Linked DNA regions of Mus musculus: regions 1, 3, 4, 5, 6 and 7 are each linked to region 2. Evidence: chromatin contacts called from public Hi-C, HiCAR-type, Micro-C and promoter capture Hi-C data. All regions are on one chromosome and are shown on one strand. The core of a region is the stretch at or near the end of the contact, and the rest is flanking DNA. Distances in the headings are between cores, read along the strand shown.

What was found. Promoter capture Hi-C pulls out the DNA fragments that hold promoters and counts their contacts. A called contact is a pair of places that touch in the nucleus more often than the background predicts. HiCAR-type assays count read pairs that join an accessible place to other places. Capture Hi-C pulls out chosen DNA fragments and counts their contacts.
Region 1: a contact with region 2 is called in a promoter capture Hi-C map of second pharyngeal arch cranial neural crest. The contact joins the promoter of Lrrc9 here to the promoter of Snapc1 in region 2. A contact is called at or near these places in 4 of 39 promoter capture datasets (cranial neural crest, hippocampal neurons, maxillary cranial neural crest and 1 more).
Region 3: a Hi-C map of B cells shows a contact between it and region 2, with 9 read pairs. The contact joins the promoter of Wdr89 here to the promoter of Snapc1 in region 2. A contact is called at or near these places in 9 of 39 promoter capture datasets (the 3T3-L1 cell line, embryonic stem cells, hippocampal neurons and 4 more), 1 of 484 Hi-C or Micro-C datasets (B cells), 2 of 115 datasets of contacts at active chromatin or transcription factors (embryonic stem cells and stem cell-derived neural progenitor cells) and 1 of 9 other capture datasets (embryonic stem cells).
Region 4: a promoter capture Hi-C map of hippocampal neurons shows a contact between it and region 2, with 6 times the contacts expected there. The contact joins the promoter of Sgpp1 here to the promoter of Snapc1 in region 2. A contact is called at or near these places in 3 of 39 promoter capture datasets (cranial neural crest, hippocampal neurons and liver) and 3 of 115 datasets of contacts at active chromatin or transcription factors (astrocytes, embryonic forebrain and large pre-B cells).
Region 5: a contact with region 2 is called in a HiCAR-type map of astrocytes, with 6 times the contacts expected there. The contact joins the promoter of Ppp2r5e here to the promoter of Snapc1 in region 2. A contact is called at or near these places in 7 of 39 promoter capture datasets (the 3T3-L1 cell line, the C10 cell line, hippocampal neurons and 3 more), 1 of 484 Hi-C or Micro-C datasets (embryonic stem cells), 4 of 115 datasets of contacts at active chromatin or transcription factors (astrocytes, embryonic stem cells, forebrain and 1 more) and 1 of 9 other capture datasets (embryonic stem cells).
Region 6: a contact with region 2 is called in a promoter capture Hi-C map of liver, with 2.8 times the contacts expected there. The contact joins the promoter of L3hypdh here to the promoter of Snapc1 in region 2. A contact is called at or near these places in 5 of 39 promoter capture datasets (hematopoietic stem and progenitor cells, hippocampal neurons, liver and 1 more), 1 of 484 Hi-C or Micro-C datasets (CD4 T cells) and 1 of 9 other capture datasets (liver).
Region 7: a Micro-C map of embryonic stem cells shows a contact between it and region 2, with 4 times the contacts expected there. The contact joins the enhancer-like site here to the promoter of Snapc1 in region 2. A contact is called at or near these places in 1 of 39 promoter capture datasets (cranial neural crest), 1 of 484 Hi-C or Micro-C datasets (embryonic stem cells) and 1 of 115 datasets of contacts at active chromatin or transcription factors (stem cell-derived neural progenitor cells).

The regions. Positions count from the first base shown.
Region 1 is chr12:72,440,160-72,443,385 of GRCm38.p6, forward strand. It overlaps Lrrc9 (leucine rich repeat containing 9), which reads left to right and starts at 1,707. Exons shown (of 32, transcript NM_001142728.1): 1 at 1,707-2,009.
Region 2 is chr12:73,962,491-73,965,939 of GRCm38.p6, forward strand. It overlaps Snapc1 (small nuclear RNA activating complex, polypeptide 1), which reads left to right and starts at 2,007. Exons shown (of 10, transcript NM_178392.5): 1 at 2,007-2,256. The coding sequence starts at 2,072.
Region 3 is chr12:75,667,632-75,671,033 of GRCm38.p6, forward strand. Wdr89 (WD repeat domain 89) reads right to left here and starts at 1,906. Exons shown (of 2, transcript NM_028203.1): 1 at 1,841-1,906. Gm34717 (a long non-coding RNA gene) reads left to right here and starts at 2,094. Exons shown (of 3, transcript XR_381697.2): 1 at 2,094-2,450.
Region 4 is chr12:75,734,460-75,737,931 of GRCm38.p6, forward strand. It overlaps Sgpp1 (sphingosine-1-phosphate phosphatase 1), which reads right to left and starts at 1,270. Exons shown (of 3, transcript NM_030750.3): 1 at 454-1,270. The coding sequence starts at 1,104.
Region 5 is chr12:75,594,698-75,597,995 of GRCm38.p6, forward strand. Ppp2r5e (protein phosphatase 2, regulatory subunit B', epsilon) reads right to left here and starts at 1,535. Exons shown (of 14, transcript NM_012024.3): 1 at 938-1,535.
Region 6 is chr12:72,083,550-72,086,789 of GRCm38.p6, forward strand. It overlaps L3hypdh (L-3-hydroxyproline dehydratase (trans-)), which reads right to left and starts at 1,764. Exons shown (of 5, transcript NM_026038.2): 1 at 1,100-1,764. The coding sequence starts at 1,607. It overlaps Jkamp (JNK1/MAPK8-associated membrane protein), which reads left to right and starts at 2,290. Exons shown (of 7, transcript NM_024205.2): 1 at 2,290-2,634. The coding sequence starts at 2,631.
Region 7 is chr12:75,518,944-75,522,301 of GRCm38.p6, forward strand. All of the region lies in intron 2 of Ppp2r5e (protein phosphatase 2, regulatory subunit B', epsilon), which reads right to left. Among named protein-coding and RNA genes, the nearest start is that of Ppp2r5e, 76 kb to the right of the region's middle. Within about 2 kb of position 1,613, at least 27 of the 459 cell types and tissues checked have an H3K27ac peak or open chromatin away from gene starts, as enhancers often do. A contact at or near this core is called in embryonic stem cells, where this site is marked.

The DNA of each region.
Region 1 (3,226 bases), core at 457-2,956, 1.5 Mb before region 2:
GAGGCATTTGCTCAATTAAGGTTTGGATCAAATCGACAAAACAAGCAAACAAAAAAGATGATTCAAACAAAAAACTAAACCAGCAAACCCCAAAGTGAGAATTTTAATCTAACTGATCTATGATGGAAATTTCTTTAAAGTTTACAAATTGAAACTATCCTCCTATTTAATCTTTATATTCTAAACAAAGGCTTCTTCAAGCATAGGTTATCTTGTTCAACTAGATTTTCAGCGAGATAGTAAAAATAAAACCGGAATCAGATTTCAAACAGACAGACAAAACAAAAAAACAAGCAAGCCAAAAACAAACAAACAAACAAAAAACAAACAAACCTGGCATCGCTTTTACCATAAGCCACAAATAGTTTAATCGGCTTACTTTTGATCTGTTGCTGACAGGAAGGAACAGTGTTCAGTGAAATGAAAATAGAGAGGGAGAATTAATTCACTTCTTCAGTGAATGTGTTTACAGACAGCAAACTCATCGGATGCATCCAACTCTTAAGTTATTAAATAGAAATATTTAGCCGGGCGTGGTGACACATGCTTTTAATCCCAGCACTTGGGAGGCAGAGACAGGCGAATTTCTGAGTTCGAGGCCAGCTTGGTCTACAAAGTGAGTTCCAGGACAGCCAGGGCTACACAGAGAAACTCAAAAAAACAAACAAACAAACAAACAAAAATATAAACAAAAAATAAGAAAGAAAGAAAAACGAAATATTTATAATGTTTAGATTTTCTTGAGAAAGCAATTGAAAGCTAGGCTGAGTGAAGCAGCAGATGCTAGTTTGCAAGAGGACCCGAAGGTCATAAATACTAACACATCCCCACTGAATTATAAAAATGAGTGCAGTGCTGTCAAGAGTTTTGTCAATTTGATACAAAACTAGACACAACGACAGAATCTCAACTGAGGAACTGCCCCTATCAGATTGTCCTGAGAGCATATCTTTTTTTTTTTTTTTTTTTTTTTGATTAATGACTGATAGGAGAGAGCCCAGCCCACTGTGGACAGTGCCTCTCCTGAGCAGGTCGTCCTGGCTTGTATAAGAGAGCCACCTGAACCCCATAGTATTTCTCCACTGCTCCTAGCTGGGCTGACTCCCCTGCTGAAGGACTGTGATCTGATCATATAAAGCCAAATAAACCCTCATCTCAAGTTGCGTCCGGTCATGGTGTTTATTTCTTGCAATAGACAGCAAACAACGACATGCCCGGTCCAAAATAACCTAATGCAAGCCTCCCAAGCAATTATAAATTGTCCTGGTAGCCAGATTTTCAACGTAACAAACAAAACATAACCTTATTTAACTCAGTGCACCCCAAAATAGTTTAACATGTGATCGATACAAAAATCATTAACAAAGTCGTTTCCATTGCATCTCTGCATACCAAGCGTTTAAGTTTTGGTCTATTTTCCTATATACGTCAGTTCAGACTACCGCTTTTAAAGGGCACATACGCGGCTGTGGCTAGTGGCTAACTCTAGTAGACGTTGTGGTTGATTTGGTTTGTTTTATAAGTTCATTGCTTTCTCAGCCAGTCTCCCCCTGTCCTCTTAACTTGTATTCTATCTTGTAAATTATTGCCTCCTGAGAATTTTGGCAAATTAAGACACTCGAAAGCCTGCCTGAGAACTCCTAAAAGACCAGTGGGGGTCGATTGCTTGGAGACGTTCCTGGGCGCGCGGTCTGGCGCTTGCCCTTGGGGGCTCACCGGGCTCTTGGTGGCCTCAGCTGCGCAGCAGCTGGGACCGAGGCCATCAGCGGCGGAAGGGGAACCGTCTTATGACCTCACTGCTCCACGCCATGCTGGGGATCAAGACCAGTTAGTACTGCTGACTTCGAGGCTCCAGGTGTCAAAAACTTTAACTGTGAAAATGCCAGGACCAGGTCCCCACCGCCTAGCCCACAAACTGTCACTGTCCTCGGAAGGAAACAAAGTGAACACCCAAGACTAAGAACTAGGCAGCGACCGGCTGCCACCGCTCCGCGGGAGTCTTAACAAAGGTGGGAGGGGAGGTCTTCCGGAAGGGGGCGGGGGAGGGTCTTCCCTGCTTAAGTTAATTGGTTGTAGTTTGCTACCACGTGATGCAGGCAAGGATGGGCGGCTGATTTCCCCGTCCTCGCCATCCCCTTCCTGACCCAGAGGTCAAGGGAGGCGGAGAGAGGGTTTCCTAGACAACCGCAGTGGGCGGTCAGTACACAGCAGGCCCGGGGCTGGTGTCAGCTGCAGGAAGGGATTTGGGAGGTCGGAGTGCACTCTGACCTGCCTAGGACAGCCCTGGAATCCATCCTCTCTCTGGAATAAGGTACTGAGTATCGGTCTTCTGGTTGCCTCTAGGTGTCCCTCCCCTGTAGGAAGGACTAGGGAGTCACATGGAGGAAATCTCCCAGCAGCACACAGGTCAGGGGACCTATGTGATGGTGCAGTGGGGGTTATAGTAATATTGTGATGGTAGTTATAATAATAAAAAATAATAGTGATACTTCAGAGAAGGATCCTAGGAAAAAGGAAAAAATGATGTGCCCTAGGCTCGGGCAACTACTGGACTGAAAGACTCAAGGGATACTGATCATCTAGAAATAGGAGGGCCTTTATGTGAACCACCAGGGAGAACTGTTGGGTTCTGGCTCCTTTATACTCAAGGGAGAAAACAGTTGGACCACCTAGGGCTTCTGTTGGGCAGAAAGGTGATAGTTTCTTAGATTAAATGCTCACTCAGCTTTGCTGGCAGACAGTTCTTTACGGACCAGTTAGTACTGTGTTACAAATTGCCATGCAGAACAGTGTTTACAGTCATGTTGGGTAGGATGTGTGTGGTATGACAGTTCATTGGAACCATTTGATAAGTTATGTCGTGTCAGCCGTAGTTCCTGTCCTCGGTGAACATGTTAGGAGGAAGGACCTGCAAGTATCACAATACAATGTGACAGACAGTAGCCATGCAGAGGACATGTGCTAACCTTACCCAGTCACATGAAAGAGAATGTTTACAATAAGACCAAAGAGGATGCAAGTCTTCGAAGAAGACTCAAGGCACTCTTTAAGGATATATGGAGTATAGAGTCAAGGACAGAAGATATTTCAAGGAGAGGAAGAAGTATGTGCTGAAGTACAGCCATGCTAGCTATCATAGGACTAGAGTTGTAGCCGGTACTGGAATGTTGAGTGGCTGTTTTGGTTGACCAGGGGCTTAAGAGATTGGCATGAGTCTGAAAATGGT
Region 2 (3,449 bases), core at 757-3,256:
CACACACACACACAAACACACACATACCCCTAAGAGCTCCATCATTTGCGTTCCTCCCAAGGCAATAGGGTTAACTAACAATCAACTGAAGTCCAAATAAACTCTCTCTCTCTCTCTCTCTCTCTCTCTCTCTCTCTCTCTAAGGTTTCTCAATGTAACCAGCCCTGGCTGTCCTGGACTCAGATTGTAGACCAGGTTGGCCTTGAACTCACAGAGATCCACCTGTCTCTGCCTCCTGAGTGCTGGGATTAAAGGTGTGCACCACCACCATACCCAGCTAACATTTTCTTTTCTTTTTTTTAAAGTAAATTGTCTTAAGGATTTTTGTCACAGGAAGTAAGCTTTAAAGTTGATATGAAAATTCAAATTTGATTAAGTCTTCTGTATTTTGTCCTTACAAAGTAGGTGGAGATGTGATTGTAGTGGCTTTGTTTATGATAGCAAAATCTGGAATTTATATAAACTCCAAGAGGGAACTGTGGGCAAATTGTGTATTAATTCAACAAAGTATTAGTGTTAATTCAACAGTGAAAATAGGAACTATGGCTGCAAATAGCAGCACAGATACATCTTGAATGTTTAAAAATATTTTGAAGAATATGAGTTGTAGATTGCAATTCTATTTTCATAAAATTAAAAATCAACTATAGCTGGGCGTGGTGGCAAACGCCTTTAATTCTGCACTTGGGAGGCAGAGGAAGGCGGATTTCTGAGTTCGAGGCCAGCCTGGTCTACAAAGTGAGTTCCAGGACAGCCAAGGCTATACAGAGAAACCCTGTCTCAAAAAAACAAAAAAAAACCCAAAACAAACCAAAAAACCCACTACAACTAAAATATATGTATACACACTGGACATCAACTTCTGGCCTCCACATGGGCCAGGAGGTGTGTTCATGAAAACACACACACACACACACACAAACAAACCATTACAAACAATAAAATAAATGCATCCATACAAGCACATCCCAGAATACCTTTTCTAAAGATTAGTGTGCCTTCAAAACAGAAATACAGTTCAAATACAGAATGCTAACCCGTAACAAGCCCCTGGGAGAAGCTAAAAAGTGGGATTTCTAGAGAGCTACTTTAGCCAAACAGTATATCAGACAGTGTGCTAGATTGTCAGAGGCAACAACGGTAGGAAACAGCAACTGCTGCCCAGAGTGGTTGCATATTACTTGGAGAGCCACAAATTAATCACTCAAGTAAGCATAGACTGTAGGGGATCTTGGCAATGAGGAAGAACCACGGGAGTTCCTTCCCTAACAAGTTCTCTTTAGATCATCTTCCCACGTGGAGGGAGGTTAGGGTGGTTGCTACTGTAGAGTCACTTTAAAGAAGACTGGCAGGCTAAGTGTAGTTTACATAAGTCAGGAGGCAATGAAGACCTCAAATCCTTTTGGGGGCTGTTAGTTGAGGCAGAGGCAGGCGGATTTCTGAGTTTTAGGCCAGCCTGATCTACAGAATGAGTTTCAGGACAGCCAGGGATATACAGAAAACCCTTTCTCGGAAAAAAAAAAAAAAAGAAGAAAGAAAGAAAGAGAGAGAGAGAGAGAGGGAGGGAGGGAGGGAGGGAGGGAGGGAGGGAGAGAGAGAGAGAGAGAGAGAGAGAGAGAGAGAGAGAGAGAGAGAGAGAGAGAGAGAGAGAAATCGAGTCTTCATGTCCTATTGATTAATAGTTAGCAGGCACTACTATTGTTTTATCTACCTACTTATCTAATTTGAAGGTCTTATTTATTTATTTATTTAGAGGGTCTCTCTATGTAGACCTGAAACTCGCTGCATACACCGGACAGGCTTGTAAATCACAGAAATCCTCCTGTCTCTGCCTCTCAAGCACTGAAATTAAAGGCGTGTATCACACCAAGTTCGGCTTCCTAGACTAAAATCACCTTGCATTTACGCACGCGCAAGAAGCGCCACAGGCGCCAGGTAAGACCCGGATGAAGGCGGGGCTTGAGGTCCCGGATAGTACGTCACGGAGTGCGCGTACGTGATGTGACGTGACTGGGGCGGTGCTACAGGGCCTTCTGGGCATTGGGGAAGCCGGGTCCGGGAGAGAGTGAGCATGGGGACTCCTGCGGGCGCCGGGACCCGTCCCACGGGCGCTGGAACTGTTGAAGGCGTGGGGATCCCTCCGGGCCTGCAGACTGACTACGAGACGCTGCTCAGCCGCTTCCAAGAGATGGACAGCGTGCGCTTCGAGGACTTCACGGAGCTCTGGCGCAGCATGAAGTTCGCGACCATCTTCTGGTGGGTGTGCCTCGTCCTCCTACCCTGTCTCTCCTGTGGGGAACGCAGCCTGCATCCCCGACCTCCGCCTTGGCGGTTTCCGTGGGTCGCCCTTGCACTCTGCTGGCTCGGCCCTCTGCATCTCCACCGCCTCCATCCGAGGCCAAACCTCCTCCAATCTTGATTGCCGAATGAATCCGCGGTTAGAAACAAAGTATTCCCACCGACACAGGGTCCTCTACGAACGAATTCATTTAGCATGCAACAACTGACGTTGCAAGTGCAGGTTTGAATCTCTGTGTATCGCCTTTAGTTGGATAAAGCCTAGATTCAAGCCAGTAGCTGCCTTTACCTCTGTCCCCAGCCTCATCTCCAGTGCCCACACCTTGCACTCACTCTCTTGGCTCGAGTTGCTTTTGGTACTCCACTGGCGTTTCCTAGCCTGGGAATTTTCCATCTCCTTTTGCTTGTCCACTTCGTCAGTCATTTTTGAACCCAAATGACAGTTCTTTAGGGAATTCTTTTGGCCTTCGGGACTAAGTGAGAGGCTCGAGTTCTGTCTACCCCCAGCACGAAGGGCTTATCTCACCGTCTAGAGTATATTTCATAATTAGAGACGCAGTCTTGGATAACGGTGAAGAGTGGAGATGATGGGTCTTGGGCATCAGGATTTGAATACAGCTCTCCAGTCCCCCTCCCCCAGATCTGAGACAACCCTTTTTGTCTGTAAACTAGATCATGATAGTGTGGGAATTAAATGAATCAATATATTAGCTGGTTCGACGTGTGAAATTAATGTTCAGAGTTATTACTACTCTTTGATTTCTCCCTTAGACTGAACTTAGTGAGAACAGCCATGTGATTAATGTGGTATTCCTTACTTGTTTTTGAGACTTGCCCTCATTGTGTGTAGCTTTGGCTGGCCTGAAACTTGCCGTTATACCAGACTGGCCTTGAGATCTGCCTGACTCTTCCTTCTAAGGTCAGGCATTCACCACCTTGCCCACGTTTGAATACGGTGTTTGTATTAATTACCATACCATATAAATTCTTGAAAAGGGTAAATGATTGAATGGAATCTTAATAGATCTTTTGTTGAATAAAATAGAACTTTTTATATTATTGATTTAGACTATTATGTAGATTGTCAGTTATTACAAATTAAGGTGTAAATTACTACAGGTGATGAAATTAACCTGCTCTGGGGCAGCACT
Region 3 (3,402 bases), core at 656-3,155, 1.7 Mb after region 2:
TATACAGAGATACCCTGTCTCAAAAAACAAAACAAAAAAACAACAAAAAGCAATGTCTTAAGCTGGATGTGAGACACTGGCCTTTAACCCCAACATGCAGGAGGCAGAGGCAGGTGGATCTGTGAGTTCAAAGCTAGCCTAAATTCTAGGTCAGCCAAAGCTACATAGGTTGAAGCCCTGCCTCAAAAACAACAAGAAAGATACACACATACACACACACAAAACACACAATGTTTTCAGTTCTATTTATAATAAATAGAAGGTGCAGTTCGGTTGATGTGAAAGCCTATAATTCCAGCACTTGAGAGAACACCAAGTTCTCTAAGTTTAAGGCTAGCCTAGTTTACAAAGTGAGCTCTAGGACCACCAGAACCTCACAGAAACCCTGACTCCAAAACCCCAAACCAACCAACCAACCCAAACCAACCAACCCTGAAAGTTGCAGAAAACAGTCAAGATTTTAAACAAAGGTGGACACGAAAGAAACCTCAACAGTCACAGGGGCTGACTTACTTTTGCCCTGTTCTATAAAATCTAAGGTAAAAAGACGAGCTAGACACTTCTCACTTCTGCTCTCTAGATAGTACTGTCCTGACCCCAAGATAGGCGGGTAAGTAGTCAACACAGAGGTATCTCACACTTACATTGTTAACTAGGCTGCATGATTTTGTGGTCTTTAAACAAGAAGCAGAAACAGGTATGGTTGATACCAATAACATAGACTATAAGTCCACATCTTCACTGAATTATCACAACACTGAGAAGCAATTTGGCACGGACCATGCACTTTTTAACAACCTGATGATTGCAAAGCAAAGTTAGGAAGTAGACCTTTAGACTGATGCCTTCCTACCAGTTCATCTTACTTGGATAATAACCAATTAACTGGTTTCCTGGTACACTGTTTAGGATTTTAAAATAATTTCTTTTTTCTTTCCTTTTCTTTTTTTGTTTTTTCAAGACAGGGTTTCTCTGTGTAGCCCTGGCTGTTCTGGAACTCACTCTGTAGACCAGGCTGGCCTCGAACTCAGAAATCCGCCTGCCTCTGCCTCCCAAGTGCTGGGATCAAAGGCGTGTGCCACCACTGCCCGGCTTTAAAACAATTTCAAGTTAGGAAAGAAAACAGGAGCGTTTTACTAGTTGTACTATCTTTAATTTTACATTTGTGGAAGCTGAATTCCCTCAATTTAAGTTGTCAGAGTTAGCCTAAATGAGACATTTCACAAAAATAAGATGCTGCCAGCACTGCCTCTTGGGTGGTTTTCGTTGTGAATTAGGTTTGTGTGTGTGTGTGTGTGTGTGCATGACAAAGTTTTCCCAAGAAGCACTGGTTAGCTGGAAACTCAAAGAGATCCTCTTGCCTCTACCTCCCTCCCAGTCAGTACTGGGATCCCCGGTGTGCTTCACCACACCCGACCAGCACCTAGCTCGGTGGACAGCTGTGTGGCCTAGATGACACCACACACGTAAGGAACTTAGCCTAGTAGCCTGCATCACAGCACATACTGTACGACTTGGCTCCGCGTACCAAATGAAAAAATCTGCTTTTTGATGTGGAAAAAGGCCGGAGCCAGGAGGTGGGTGTGGGATGAGTGAGAGGAAGGGCAGGCAAGAGCGAGCAGGGACCTACCCACCCTTCCTCGAAACTGAAGCAGAGACCTTCGGGTGGCATGGACCCCACATCCTGGCATACAGAGACCCACGCGGTCCCTGCGCATGCACGTGCTCCCTCTCACACCACCCGCTCCCCTTCTGCGCTCCCCGCCCAGGGCTCTCCACGCGCGTGCCACCCAGTGGCCGCCGGTCGAGAGAGCTGCCCGCCCTGCCCAGCAGAAAGTACCTCCGCAGCAAACCCCACACTGGAGCTGGAGAAAACGCACGCTCTGCCCACGGCCGGCTGGAACTCCGCCCTCCGGCTCTGATTGGGTAAAAATATAGAGGAAGCTGAAGCGGATTGGTCCATAGCACAGAGGCCGGACCATAACCAGCGGGCTCTTCTGAAGCGGGAGCCGCGCGCCTTTGCTTGCTACCTTCCGATTGGACGAGGGCAGAAGGTCTGCGCATGCGTAACTCGGTCTACGGACCACGCCATACAACACCTCCCTCTAGGTCAGGTTAACGGAAGTCCCTGGGACCCAGCTTCCTGGACGTGTGGCCAATAAAAGGCAAGATCGTCACCGATTCCGCCTTTTCATGCGGATGTGGCTTTGCAGTTTCTTCCAGCACTTCTTCCGCTTCCTCGGACTCGGGTGTAAAGTTATTTCGCGGACCAGAGGAGTGGGGCTGAGGCAGGATTTCGTGGATCTGAAATAACCACACGTGATCACAAAGCCTAGCTATACAGGCGGGTTTGAACGAGCAGTATCCGGCCTTCACTCCAGCATGGCTATGACTCAAGGTTGACAGGAGCGCAATTACAAAATCTGGAGGTAGTTTTGCCTCGGCCCCAGGTAACTCTGGGAATTGAAGTCCATAATGGTCAGGTCCTGTCTCATCTGTCCTATTTTGATGTTGCTTTTAAACTTTAGTTTGATACAGGGCTGATGTTCCAACTGTAGTGGAGACATGACATCTGGCCCTACCAATAGGGGAATGAGCTCTGTCCTTGAACACCAAGAAGCCCTGAATCTAGTTTAGGTGGACTCTACCCTCTTTTCATTATAGATGAATACCTGTGGTATAACAACCATGAGACCGCGTTTTCCAGTGTAAACAATTCAGAAAATACGTACTTGGTTAAGCGATAATGCAAACAAGCCAGATTGTCCCTGGAAATACATTCGGCTGGGACTCGTGAAATTAACGTGCTGTGTATACCCACAGGAATCTGAATAAGGGGAACTAACTAGGGGATATATCTTGGTGCTGTTAAAAGGTATCCTTCCCCTGGAAATCCCCCCAAGGTGAGTTTAGGTTGGTCCCATTTACAGCTAGTAGAGTTGGAGATAGAGATTATTGTTTGATTAGTTGCAGTTTCTAATTAATATCGGTCTTGGTGTCATGGCATAGCCAGGAGTCCTGACCTACAGTGGGTTAAGAATGGTTAGGGAACTGACATACTCTTTTCATATCCTGAACACTGAGATGCTGGCTTCCACTGCCTTCTGGACCTTTATCTATGAAGTTACTAAAGGGAATTCCTGGGGGAAATTGGAGTTGGGAGCTTGCCATCCTAGGGGGCTTGTAACCTGACCCCCCGGGGTTTTGGTCTTTGCCATGCCCTGATCTTTATATCACAGGTAGTGATGGTTCTTATTTTAGGACTATGAAGGGATCCGTGTAACCCGGAGAGGACTCAGTTTTGCTATCCAACCAAGAACAATGGCTTTCGGGGAAGGGGCATCAACTGCAGCCATAGTGCTGGACCCAGGGATGCGCTTCTCCCCAGGAGCAAGTGAGCCA
Region 4 (3,472 bases), core at 20-2,519, 1.8 Mb after region 2:
CTGTCATTACTTTAGTGCTTGGAATGTGCCTGTGCCGAAATTATACTACTGTTTTGAAAACACTCTTTAATTTTACATTGTAAACACCATGTATTGCAGTGAAACCGGGTCTCAGTTACCAAGTGTTTCATTTTAAGTACACTGAATCACCACTGTGCATCAGACGAACTAAGTTTAAAAACTCAGTCTAAGCTCAAGGATTCAATGCACGAAAAGTGTTTCCTTGGGGGGTGGGGGTCTAAGAAACTATACCCAACTGTATTAAAATACAGTTTAGTGTTTAAGAACCGTCATCAGTTAATTTTCTAGAACTCTGACAGGACCTGCGTGGGTACTGTGAGAACCTGTGGGTTGGGGTTTTGGACGGGAAGAGGCAAATTTTTAAAAAAAGGGGAAAAAGAAAGTTCAGAAAGCACTGGAAACTCGACCGTGGAGCTGAGGGGCACAGCGTACCTGCCAGCGGCCATAGGTGAGCAGGAACATGGCGATGGGGATGGCGGTGCCTGACATGGCATGCGTGGAGGGCATGCTGTATTCCGAGTTGTAGAAGACCTCCAGCTTGATGACAGGCGGCGAGGCCGGCCGTGGCCAGCGGATGATGTCCTTGGTGCACTGGCCCAGGTACATGACCAGCACCCAGATGATCACCAGCCTCCGGCCCACAAAGGGGTCGAGATTCCAGATCCAGAAGGGGAAGAATAAGATGTAGAAGAGCTCGTTGCCCAGTTCCGTGCCTAAGCAGAACAGGTAGTAGAGCGGCAAGTTGCTCACTTTGACCAGCTCGCCCTCCTCGCCCGTCAACGAGTTGCGGCGCTGCGAGCCCGCGCGGCGGGGCCCGGTCGGGCCCGGCTCGGCCGCCAGCCCGTTGCGCACGCCGTTCGGGGCACCGCAGCAGTCCGCCTTGGCGGGGCTGTCCTCAGCGCCCGGCTGCCGTCCCCGTCGCCGGGGTTCTCCCGGGGCTCCGCGAACCTCGGTCTCTGCATCCTCGTCCGCCGCCGGGCTGCTGAGCGGCACCTCCACCCCACACAGACGCTGGAAGCTCGCCACCCGCTGCGGCTCCTGCAGACGGCTGGCCAGCAGAGCCAGCCGCTGCCCCAGGGACATGGTCGCGGGCCACTCGGGAATTGATCCGGCCACGCGCTCCTCGCCAGCCACAGCCGCCACGGTGCCTAGCTCGACTCGCTCGAGGCTGCCGGCGACCGCGCCAACAGGCCGCAGCGGCCGCCGCGCGCGCCCTGCGCCCCGCGCGCCCCTCCCCTGGCGCGCTCACGGAGGCCCGCGCCGCGCGCGCAGCCCGGAGCTGTCGCCGAAGCCCCGCCTCCCGGTGCTCCTGGTTGCTGTGCGAAGAACAGTGCGGGTCTAGGCAGGGCTGGTGACCCAGGAGCTGCCCGCGGCTTTTATTAGCCTGGAATCAATTGGGGCGTGATGAATGGAGGCAAAGTAACCGCCGCGAAACCGGAATCGTCCGACTCACGCCATTAATTAGCAACTAATTTCAGAGCTGTCTCGGATGGTTGATGTCCGGAAAGCCACGTGCCAATTGACCAGCGGTGGCAAGATTAGAAAACCGTAGATAATCCAGGACAGAGCCTGGGTATGTGATCGCTGACACAGCTGTGGTCTGCAAAGGAAAAGCCAGTCACCTACCAAGTAAAATCTGACTGTCACTCATCACATACGTCTCTTAAGCGAATTTAGGTGTAAAATTTCCTTAATAAATTCTAGCACTTAGCAAGATTGCTCAGAACACATAGTTAGTGGGAGAATGTAGCGTGGAGAATTCTGAGGGTATTTTTTGTTTTGTCTTTTATCGTTTTCTTTTTGTGAGTTTCGGGTTTGTTTTTTTGTTTGTTTGTTTTTTTGTTTTTGTTTTTGTTTTGTTGTTGTTGTTTGTTTTGTTTTGTTTTTGTTTTTGAACCAGGGTATATCATTTAGCCGAGATTGGCCTCAGCCTTGCTATGTAGTTAAGGCTAGCCCTGAACTGTTGATCCTTCTGGTGAAGCCCCCCAAGACTCGGGGTTACTGGGGCACCATGCCAGGTTTGAACTTGGAATCTGATAGGCTGAACTAGAATCTTAACAGGATTGTCTTGCAAGTCACAAACTTGACTTTAACTTCTAGATGGATCCGATTTTATTAAAAGATTTCAAAGTTTTAATTCCAGGAAGTTATTTTCAGTCAAGGCAAACGAATGTCTATAATTAAAGACTGAACTACTTCCAAGAAAGAGGCTGGAAAATGCTCCATGCTGGTAAGCCATGAGAAATAGTTTCATTTCCCAAGAAAGATTGCTTCCCAGCTCCTCCTATTCCACTTGCTGCAGTCATAAAGAGGATTGCCTCGAGTCCCTGGCCCTGGAATTGCTGAGGTTGGAAAGGTTGAGGGAGCACAGACGAATCCCAGCGCTTGGAGGCTGACATGGGAAGATTTGGAGTTTGAGGACAGCTGGGGCTTCATAACAAGATACTGTATCAAAATAAGTAAAAGCGTTTACAGCCTAGGAAAGCAGACAAGCATGAGAAAAGGAATACTGGGCCTGAAGAATGGTATACAAAGTAACCATGGTTTGCTATGGGTGTCTCTTCTTAGCCAGCAAGCAGGAAGCTCTGAGTTTGGGCCCAGCAGAACATACACAGAGTAGTGTTATTAGTTGATGTTTCTGAATAATAAAGACCATTATTAGCATTTGGCAAAAATAATCTATAATAAAACATGCTATGCTGGCCAGAAACTTGCTGTGGAGACCAAGTCTGATTTTCAAGTACTGAGCTAACAGGTGTTTGCTACAACTGAGTATTTTGTTTGTCTTGAAACCCCAGACCACCAAATTGTAGGGTTACAGGATGGACATCACACATAATTTTTTATATGTCCCCTCCACCCCTAGGGTCTAACTATGTAACCTGGATACCCTGGAATTTAGCTATATAAACAAGACTGATCCCGAACTTGTAGCATCCTCTCGCCTCTGCCTCAGAAACACTACCCTCTATTTCTATATCCTTAGCACCCAACACAAATATTGAATAATTGAAGGAATAAAAATGAATGTATGAACTTAAAAAAAAAATCCATGCCTCCAAACTGGGTATGGTTTTGCTTGCCTGTAATTCCAGCACTTGGGAAGTTGAAGCAGGAGGGGCTAAAGTATTTTCAAAAAATAAAATGTGGGGAAAGTGGCCATTTCAAAGTTACTCTCCTTATAGAGTGGAGATAGAGTCAGGTTGAGTTTTATGGCACAGACCTTTAGCAAGGAGTGTCTGTTTTTGGTTAGTTCTTTTTTGTTTGTTTTTGTTTTGAGCCTAGTGCAAGAGCCTTGTCTAAAATAAAGGTCTTCTGTGACTTCTGTAACTTTTATTTAACATCTTACTTGTATATTCTTTTTCTGTATCTCAAACCCAGTTCTCCTAATTTCTGTCTGAATTTCTGTCACAAATCCTACTGGCTCTCTATCAGGAACAAGCACTTTTTG
Region 5 (3,298 bases), core at 285-2,784, 1.6 Mb after region 2:
CAGTCATCTGCATTACCTGGATTCAACTAAAATAGCATAGACTTTGGAGAGGGGAGGACAATATTAAGGTTAATTTGGGATTTTGAGGACTTCGTGATTCTTTCATTAGAAAGTTATTTTCTTTTAACTCTAATTTGGCTTGAAATATAATGTGACATATAAAAAACGGAATAATAAATTATAAATACTATCGAAAATGTCAGACCTCAGCAAGAAGTTCCACATCGCACTGGTATGCTGTAAATTTAGGGACGAATATTACAATTTCATCTGGGAATTATTTAGATTTCACTCTAACCCTAGCAACACAGATTTCTGTAAGCCTCGTTCCCCCCATCCCTCATTCTGTCTCTATTTCTCTTCTCTCATCTCTAACGATGATCTATAGGCAGCTTTCTTTTTCATCATTTGCCTCTTATGCGCGCAGCTCTGAATAAAATGTCAAGGATCTCAACTCAAAGCATTGCAGAAATGATGGTAACAGCGGGGTCCCTGCAAAGCCCAGGGAAACAGGTTTCACCTGGGCCACTGCACCCAAAGCGTTAGCATTCTCTAAAGAGCACACTACTGGGGCTTTTCCAAGGGGGAGGTATGAAAACAGGGAAGTGGCCTGTTTGTCTGCAGGTATGTTCACATAAACCCCAAGCCCTGGAGAAGCTGCGCGGCCACGGAATCTTCCTCCCTGCTCCCCCGCCCCCGCCGGGGGGGGGGCAAGAAAACGCCTCAAAAGAGGGAGGAAAAGGAGCCGGCGAGGCCGAGGAGAAGAGAGGTGCTGGCCTCCAAAGCCTCTGCAGGTAGATCAGACAAGTGGGCCGGGCGCTTGCTCCCGCTCCCCCCACCCCGCCGCACCCCTCAGCTGCCTGGGCCCGGCCTTCCCGAGCCCGCCGCTCCGCGGGTTCCCCGGGAGGCAAGCCGCGGGACCCGAAGCTGAAGTTACCTTGAAGCTCCTGGGAAAGAATCGGAAGATGATCTGTGGCTGCGCGGAGTGGGCTGCGAGCTAGGGGCCGCGGCGGGGGCGGGCGACGGCCCGGGACGCACGGGGGGAGGTCCAGGCAGCGGCGGAGAGCCCCGGGCTACTACGGCCGTCCGGGGCGACGTCCCTCCGGTTCCGCGGTAGCGGCAGTGTTTCTAGGCCTCTCGGCTGGCCCCTAACCTCAGCGCTCCGGCAGTGGCAGCGGCGGCCTCACGAGCCTCCCCCGCGGGCCCGTCCCATCAAATCGGCACCGACCCGGTTGCGGCGCGGCCGGTGGCTCTTCGTTCACATTCCCGGCGGGCGGCGCCTCTGCTCGTTGCACCGGACCCGGCGGCGGTGGTGGCGGCGGCGGCGGCGGCGGCGACGCGGGGAGGGGGAGGAGGGAGGAAGCCTGGATTTGCAGCGGCAGCAAGCGCGGGAGTCGGGAGGAAGAGTTGGAGCCGCCTGAGCCGCCGCTGCCAGAGCCGCCGTTCGCTACCCGCGCAGGGTCCCCGTCAATGCCCCTTTCTCTCTCCTATTGTCAATATCACCGGGCGGCTGAGTCCATGGCACAGGCGCAACCGAACCTCCTGGCTAGCAGAGCCCGCCTCCGACGCCCGCCCACTGGAGACTTCAAACGGGAAGCGAGACTTCATTGGCCGGCGCGCGCCTTCACTCCCAGGCCAGCACGTTCGGCTGAGAGCTGGTCGGGGATTGGCGGCGCGGGGGGGCGGGGAAACAGGAGGGTGTGAAGGGACGGGGCCCTCGATTGGGCGAGGCGCGGGGGACCCGGATGCTACCGTGAGCTCGGGCGACCGGGCCGCCGTTTCCGCCAGGGCGCCTGAAGTGGGGGTACTGCGGCGTCTGCTAGGCCTGAGGAGAGCTCGGCGGGCGCGCCCGAGACTGGAGCTTCCGCCAGGCGGAACCCTGTGGACCGCGAGCGTCTTCACCCGGGTATCCGAAGGCCACAGGGCGGCCGTCCTGGTGCCTCACGGTTCAGCCCGCAAGCCCCACTCCGCACGGAACCCACGGCCCCCTGAGCCCTGTGTAAACGCGGCCATGGAAGCCGGCAGAAAAATACCCCAGTGGCTGTCCTTCGCTCAACTCGTGGGAGGCCTGGCCACCGGTTGGACTCTCACCTGGTCCCCCCAAAAGCCAGTTCTGAATATCAGCTCTCTGATGCCCCTGCCAGGCTCGGCGGGGGCCCGCGCTCCGGGAGTTAATGCAGATGGCAACTCTGCAGTCTCCCATTCAGAATACCCGCATTCGCCCTTTCAGGACTCCGAAATACCCAGCCCCCAACTCGACAGATTTTAATTGATAGTTTGAGTCTGAGTTTAAACAGAAGACTTACCTCTATCTAGAACGAGGACGAAAATACATACATGTTTTTGCATCATTGGTGAACCCTAGGCCAAATGGTACGTTTCCAAAGAATATTCTTAGACCATCAATCAATTTGAATGCAGGCTACGTACAATAGTTAAAAGAAGAAAAAAATACTAACTACAAAGATCAAACTACCAGCTGCTCAAAATTTGGAAATCTGGGAGGGGAAATACAGGAGAAATAATATTATAATCCATAAACCCAAAATAACCAGTCATTTTGATGTAGTTTTAGTATTATATTTCATATATGTATATACACACAAGTATATATATATATATGTATATATATATGTATGTATACATACATACACACATGTATGTATATTCTTTTTCAAACTCAAAATGCTTCATCCTGTAGCCGAGTTTTTCCTCTCAGTATCATGTCATGTTCTGTACAGTTAAGGAATATACATTTATAAAGCTCTCTGTATCATACCCACAAGTGCTAACCATGCGTTTGCGTTTCTGGTTTGTTGCAAATTTCTATCCTGTTGGGTAGAAAAATAATTCTGTACTATGAAAGAGAATGTTACTGCCCTGAACTGAAATGGGAAAGATGGCTTATACGAAAGCAGACCCCAGAAGACTGGCTGCTGACTGACTGACTGAGTGGCCATTTTTACCCTAATAAAGTTCATTGCCCCATGCTGCAGAATTATATGGAATTCCAGTCTGGTTCCTGGCTTCAAGTAACTTATATTTCCATACTTCAGTCTTTAGAAATGTTTAATATCCTAGCCAAGCAGAGCATGTTTCTTCAACGTCTGATTGGTAAATGCAAAATTAAAACCAAGAAAGATTTTGAAGCCAACTCAATTTCCCTTGGCAACAGTTGAACCGTTAAAAAGTAGTGCACGTTTGAAATGCTCACAGCTGTTGCTTAGAACATTTCACATTTTGTAGAGTGAGGATTTTGCTTGCAAATTATGGATGGCTATAAAGACAATTCATTTCA
Region 6 (3,240 bases), core at 514-3,013, 1.9 Mb before region 2:
CCTAAGAGGGATGCTCCTCTTTGTAAATGTCCCGATTATGCAGATTATCTGCTTAGTCTATACCATAGAACCCAGAAACCCCGTCCATGTTTCTGTATCTCCAGGAAACAATCCTACATATCTTGAAGTCTCTGTTTCTTGACGAATATTTTTTTTTCAGATATTTAAAAAATTCTGGGCTGGTGAGATGGCTCAGTGGGTAAGAGCACCCGACTGCTCTTCCAAAGGTCCGGAATTCAAATCCCAGCAACCACATGGTGGCTCACAACCATCTCTAACAAGATCTGACGCCCTCTTCTGGAGTGTCTGAAGACAGCTACAGTGTACTTACATATAATAAATAAATAAATCTTTAAAAAAAAAATCTACCAGTACTCAAGAAGTGGGCCAGCCTAGTCAACGTAGAAATTCCAGGGTTCCATTCCAGCCAGGGCTACACAGTGACCCCCTGTCTCAAAACAATAAAACAATGAACACTCATTAATTTAAGAAAAAAAAATTTTAACAATGTTTCATACCCTCATTACTAACCACAAAAACCTCTGAGATAAAATGAAGGTACAGACTCAGTCAAGGAGTCTGTGAACTTTGCCTAAGGTTGGATGGCTTTTGAGGGGTTGTGAACTTGTGTGTCCAGCCAAGGACTTTGTTTCTCAACAAGGACAGCAATAGCTTTGCTTACAAATTTAGTGCCTTTCAGAGTCATTTAGTTCTTACCAAGCATATTCTAAGCTATGCTCGAACTCTGGTACACACACTGTCCTTTGGTCCTTAACTTCAGTCTACTGTGAAGCGGCTATGAATCCTGACAAGCAAGGAATGAGGATCTTAAAAAAAGGAAGCGCACAATTCATCCGCATTCCACTCTAAGCTCCCCCCAGGCCTTGTGAGCATGGATCCGCTCAGCAGGACAGCAGAATTGCATCCACCAAACCTGTAAGGCAAAGACACTGAAGCGTGTTTGCAGTAATTTGGAATTACCTTTTTATTAATCGCAAGGGCAGGCAGGGTGGGTTAGTTGCGCAGATATATTCAGCCACAGAGCAGTGGTTAGATTCGCGGATTGTCTCAACCGGGTCTAGTGAGTCTCACCCTTTACCTGAGGCCAGGACAAAGGCTGGGACGCTGTGGAAGCGCACAGGGCCGCAACTGCGGCCACCTTCACACTCTACGAAGGCGGTCACCAGACCACACGGGCAGTGGATGTTGACCTGAGCCTCCCGGGCGCCTTTTGGGGGAGCGGGCACCAGTCCAAAGTCGAGCGCGAAGCGGCCCAGCGCTAGCACCGCGTGACCGCACATGGAGCTGTAGCCTTCGTTGTGCAAGAACAGGACGCCTAGGTGTGCGTCTGGCAGCTCACTGGGCACCAGGATGGCCCCGTACATGTCCCGGTGGCCGCGGGGCTCGAACACGAGCCGCCGCCGGATGTAGTCGAGGTGTTGACGCATGTAGCGACGCTTGGCCAGCAACGTGGGCCCTGCCACCTCCGGACACCCGGCGTGCACGATGCGCAGAGGCTCGCCGCCTGTGTGCATGTCCACCACCGACAGTGCTGGCGTCCTCGGGTCGTTTGGGGGCAGCCGGGTCACTGCCAGCGCCGCCTCCATTGTCTGCGTCCAGGGACTGCCGCACAGCGCGGTGGTGCTCTCTCCAAGCAGGGAGAAAGCGCCAAACCCAACGGGAGAACGCGCAGAACCGGTGGCAATCTCAGGGCCAAGCCGGCGAGCAGAGATCACCCAGCGACCAGCGTCCGGAATCTTAGACTGGGCGCGCCCGAGCTAGCAGGATTCAGAGTTAGACTCCCAACAGGGGCGAGCCTGGGCGACAGGACAGGGAGCGTGGGCAGGGATTAGAAAACTAGACCCCCCAAATGGGGGCGTGGCTCCAGAGGTTTGAACACACGGAGGGGGCGGGGCTTCGGAACTTGCTCCAGCAGCGGGGCGGGGCTCGGAGGCTGGACTGCTCGGCGGGGGCGGGGCCTCGGAGACTAGACACGCGGCAGGGGCAGGGCCTAGAAAAGGAGCCAATAAAATAGGGGCGGGGCTCCAGAGACTACTCTGCGGAGGCGGTGCCTAGAAAACTAGCCCGCACGATGGGGGCGGTCCTCGGAGACCTCAATGCAGGGTAGGAGCGAGGCCTCGGCGACTTGAATGCACGGGGTGGGCGGAGCTACGAGCTTCGTCTAGGAAACGGGGGCGGGACCTCAGGGCCCCTTCAAAGAGACACTGGAGGCGGTGGAGACCAGTTCAAGTTGGAGGCAGGGCGGGGACGAGACCTGAGTCTGGACCCGGAAAAGGTGGAGCCTCTGAGCTCAAACCCGGAAGCGAGAGAGAGAGAGAGAGAGAGAGAGAGAGAGAGAGAGAGAGAGAGAGAGGCTTCCAAGCCTAGATTAGGAAACTAGGTTTCTGGGAATCCTAGGCCTGGAAGTCCGCCGCGTGCACCCCCGACACCCCTAGCGGGGGAAGCGGTGGTGGGGCGGGACTCGGAGCCGAATGTAGCAGGGGCGGGGTTCCAGCGTGCTTGCCAGGCTAGCGGGAGGCGGAGCGGCTGAGAGCGCTGTGGCCCGGATGTTCGGGCGCTGCGTTCGGACCCGCTGATCCCCGGCTTCTCAGGGGAACCTAGTGTGGCCAATGGGTAAGTGGTCGATTAGGCTGCGGGCGTGTCTCTGTCCTTTTTTCCTATTGCTTTTCCTCGCATTGTCTTGGGCTCGCCATCGGGCCGACAGCTCTGCTGCAGCGAGCAGCCTGGCCCTTGGCTGCGCTGAGCCCAGGCACTGACTTCTCCCGGGGTTGGGATGGTCTGCTCCAGAATGGCTGGAGAAGAGCGCTTGTGCAGAATTAAAGGCTGAGTCTTTGTTGTGCTCTTCCTGTGTCCCTTCCTTCAGTCCCTTTGTTCTTGTCCAGGAAAGCATTCCTGGTGGTTGACTTCAGAATTAGAAGCAGAGTTAGAACAGGACAAGGAAGCAGAACCTAATTGCCACGAGACTTGCTTTTTCAACCTCAAATGTAATAGTTGTTTTTCAAGACAGGGTTTGTCCTTGTAGCCTTAGTCGACCTGGAACTTGCTCTGTAGACCAGGCTAACCTCGAACGCAGAGTTCCACCTGCCTCCGCCTCCATAGTGCTGGGTTGAAAGGCGTGCACTATTACACTGGACATCAAATGTAAATACATTAAGCCCTTCACAAAGGGTCTTAGACTGCTGCAGAAAAAAACAAGGACAACATTTTAGCTATAGCTCA
Region 7 (3,358 bases), core at 363-2,862, 1.6 Mb after region 2:
TGCAATTAGGATGTATGATATGAGGTTCACAAAGAATCAATAAAAAGTATTAAAAATATCTCTAGCTAGGAAGAAATATGATCTACAGTTGGCTAGTTTACTTCCCTCCCCCATTTCTTTCTACTATTTTATCCACACACACCCACCCCCATACAGAAAACTATAATCAGTATGGTGGTTTAAATGCGGATGGCCCCAGAAGAACTTCATCTATTTGAATGTTTAGTCCCTGGTGGTGGAAGCGTTTGGGAAGAGTTGGAGGACAGATGTCACTGAAGGTGGGCGTTGAGGTTTCAAAAGCCAAAACTACTCTCAGTTAGTTCTTTCTCTCTGCCTCCTACTTAACAACAACAAAAAAGATGTAAGCTCATAGCTCCAGTGCCTGCCTGCCTGCCTGCCTGCTTGCCTACAGCCTGACTCCCTGCCACCCTCGAAGACTGTACGCCCTATACACACTTTCCTTTATAAGCTGCCTTAGTCATGGTGTTATCAAGCATGTGATAAGTAACTGACACACTCAGGATAGGCTCAACTGCTACCATCCAAGTGAAGGACTCCTTAATACTGAGACTACATTTACAGGTAAGCAAGGTGGCATTCTCTTCTATTAAAAAAAAAAAAAAAAGGAGAGAGAGCTGATTATTGAGATTTCAGATCGAGTTATGTAGCTAGGAACAGCACTTAGGTCTCTAGCCACATTCACAAGGCCTCAGCTACCCAAGGACTCCACACCAGTTAACCCCACACTATGAATCTGAATGGGAGTTTTGATGCTGGAAAGGGAACAGGGAAAGGGCACACTCATGTAACATTAGTTAAAAGTTAAAATCTGCTGGGCGTGGCGGCACACGCCTTTAATCTCAACACTTGGGAGGCAGAGGCAGGCGGATTTCTGAGTTCGAGGCCAGCCTGGTCTACAGAGTGAGTTCCAGGACAGGCAGGACCACACAGAGAAACCCTGTCTTGAAAAACCAAAAAAAAAAAAAAAAAAAAAAGTTAAAATCTTCTGGGTGTTTTAATTAATCCAAATTTTACTACCACAGATTTAACAAAGCCCCCAAACTAGACATGAAGAATGCTCACAAGTACACAGGAAGTCTAAAGCATCATTGAAAGACAGCTTTTTAAAGGGCAAACCCTCATTCAAGCATAAACAAAGTTGGGTGGTCACTCAATAGATTTACATATTTAACAATTCAAAACATTCAGGCAGTTGGCATTTAGAAGCTTTTTAATGGTAAGCAGTTGGAATCCATTCTTTATTCATGCAAACTGATACATCACATACAAATCTGAAGCAGACTATCCACCTACTGGATGAGACATAATAGCTTATACTTATTGGATGTGCTGGGTACATTCTTTGTGCTCTAGTCTAAGCACTTAGACACACTAATTCTCATTTACTTTCTACAACAAAGTACATAAATAGGTACTATTTTCAACTTAATAGATGAGTAAATCACGACAAAAATGTTCAGTATCTTGCTCAGAATCATACAGCTAATAAACAGTGGAGACACAATTCAAACCCAGGATGTCTGGCTCCAGAGCCTGGATTCTTCTACACCATGCAGCATTCATGCACACAGAAAAGTCAGTGTAAGATGCAGCAGCAGGAGAAGCAGAGAGAATCACAGATGCATTCCCAACACGCCCCCCTTCATGGACTAGCACACTGAGCCCCTCCCTCCTTTAGCTGCCTCTGGAGCTTCCCAGCATAGCAAAGCTTTGCTTTCTATTCTTTATCCTTTATCACAGATTAAATTCTTCTAGCAGGGCCTCCCTTCAATTAAAGAGCTCTAGCAGTCAGGACAAACCACAGGATGCGGGGGAGTCCTTTAAACAATTTGTATAGTAACAGACTGAAAAAAAAAATTTTTCCTATCACAACTGAATGTTAAGCTATAAAATCAGTTGAAGATCAAGGACTGCTTCTAACTACAGGAAGGATAAGGAGGGTAACATGAACTCAAGCATTCACAACAGCCTGGGAAACATGGACTAAGTCAGTCTATTTGCCTCCCTTTCTCTCTCCCCCTCCCATCCCTCTCCCATCTCACTTTCCTGGGTCAGGGTGGGACCAGGAATGGTCCAAGGAAGGAGCTCGTCCTGTATGGACTGGCCCTGGAACTGCACTCCTGAGCTATGATGCCCCAGTCTCCATGTCCTCATCTCCCTAGCCCTCAAGGGTTGTAAAAAGATAGGACTGAGCAAGGACCAAAGGAGTGCTGTGTAGTCCAGATTTCAACAAAGTAGAAGTTTAATATCTATGGGACCACTCCCAAAAGCAAATATACTCTTTCTTTTCTTTCTTTCTTTCTTTCTTTCTTTCTTTCTTTCTTTTTTTTTTTTTTTTTTTTTTTTTTTGGTTTTTCGAGACAGGTTTTCTCTGTGTAACCCTGGCTGTCCTGGAACTCACTTTGTAGACCAGGCTGGCCTCAAACTCAGAAATCCGACTGTCTCTGCCTCCCAAGTGCTGGGATTCAAATAAACTCTTTCAAGAAATATTTATTTGAAAGGGAGGGAGTGGGATGGGGACTGGAGAAATGGCTAAATGGTTAGGAGCAGTGGCTCCCAGCACCCACACAGTAACTCACAACTATCTGTAACCCTAGTTCCAGGGGATCTGATACCTTCACACAGGCATACATACAGACAAAACATCAATGTACATAAATAAAATAAATTTTTAAAAAAAGAAAAGAAAGGTAAGAAGGACTAGGTACCCTGCCCTCCTGCACATGAAAAGAGGAAAATCTCATAAATTACAAGAAGACAGCAGACAGTCAGTACATTCTGATCACAATGGATCCCAAAACCAAATCACCTGAACATCTAAACACTTCTCAAGTAGCTTAAAACTGAATGAAAATGTTAGACATTTAGAAATAAATGTAAATCATTACAATATAAGGTCATCAAATAACTCCAAGCAGGCAATCAATAGTCTATCCAATGGTATTGTTTGACCTGCAAAATCCATCCATCCTGCCCACAGAAGAGCCCCACGGAATCACACCCAGAAATAACAAGAAATTAATACATAGTTGTGTAATAGCATGAAGGTCATTAGCACAATGATTCTCCCAACCAATGCCAGGGCTTAAAGGGGAGAATAAACCGATCCGGTTAACACAGTGTGGTGAGGTAAGAGTTAAACACATCCTACTGAAGAAGGACATGCAGTGAGCAGCTAGGTCTGTATACCTTTGCTCATCCTGGATCTTCCTACTCTTAGTCCCCCTAAACCTTGTAAGAATTGAGTCATCCTAAGTAAAGTTGATCTACCTCCTGATAGCTGGTCCCGTGTGGTTATTCACTGTACACACTCACAGGGTCTCTGCTCCCACTGCCT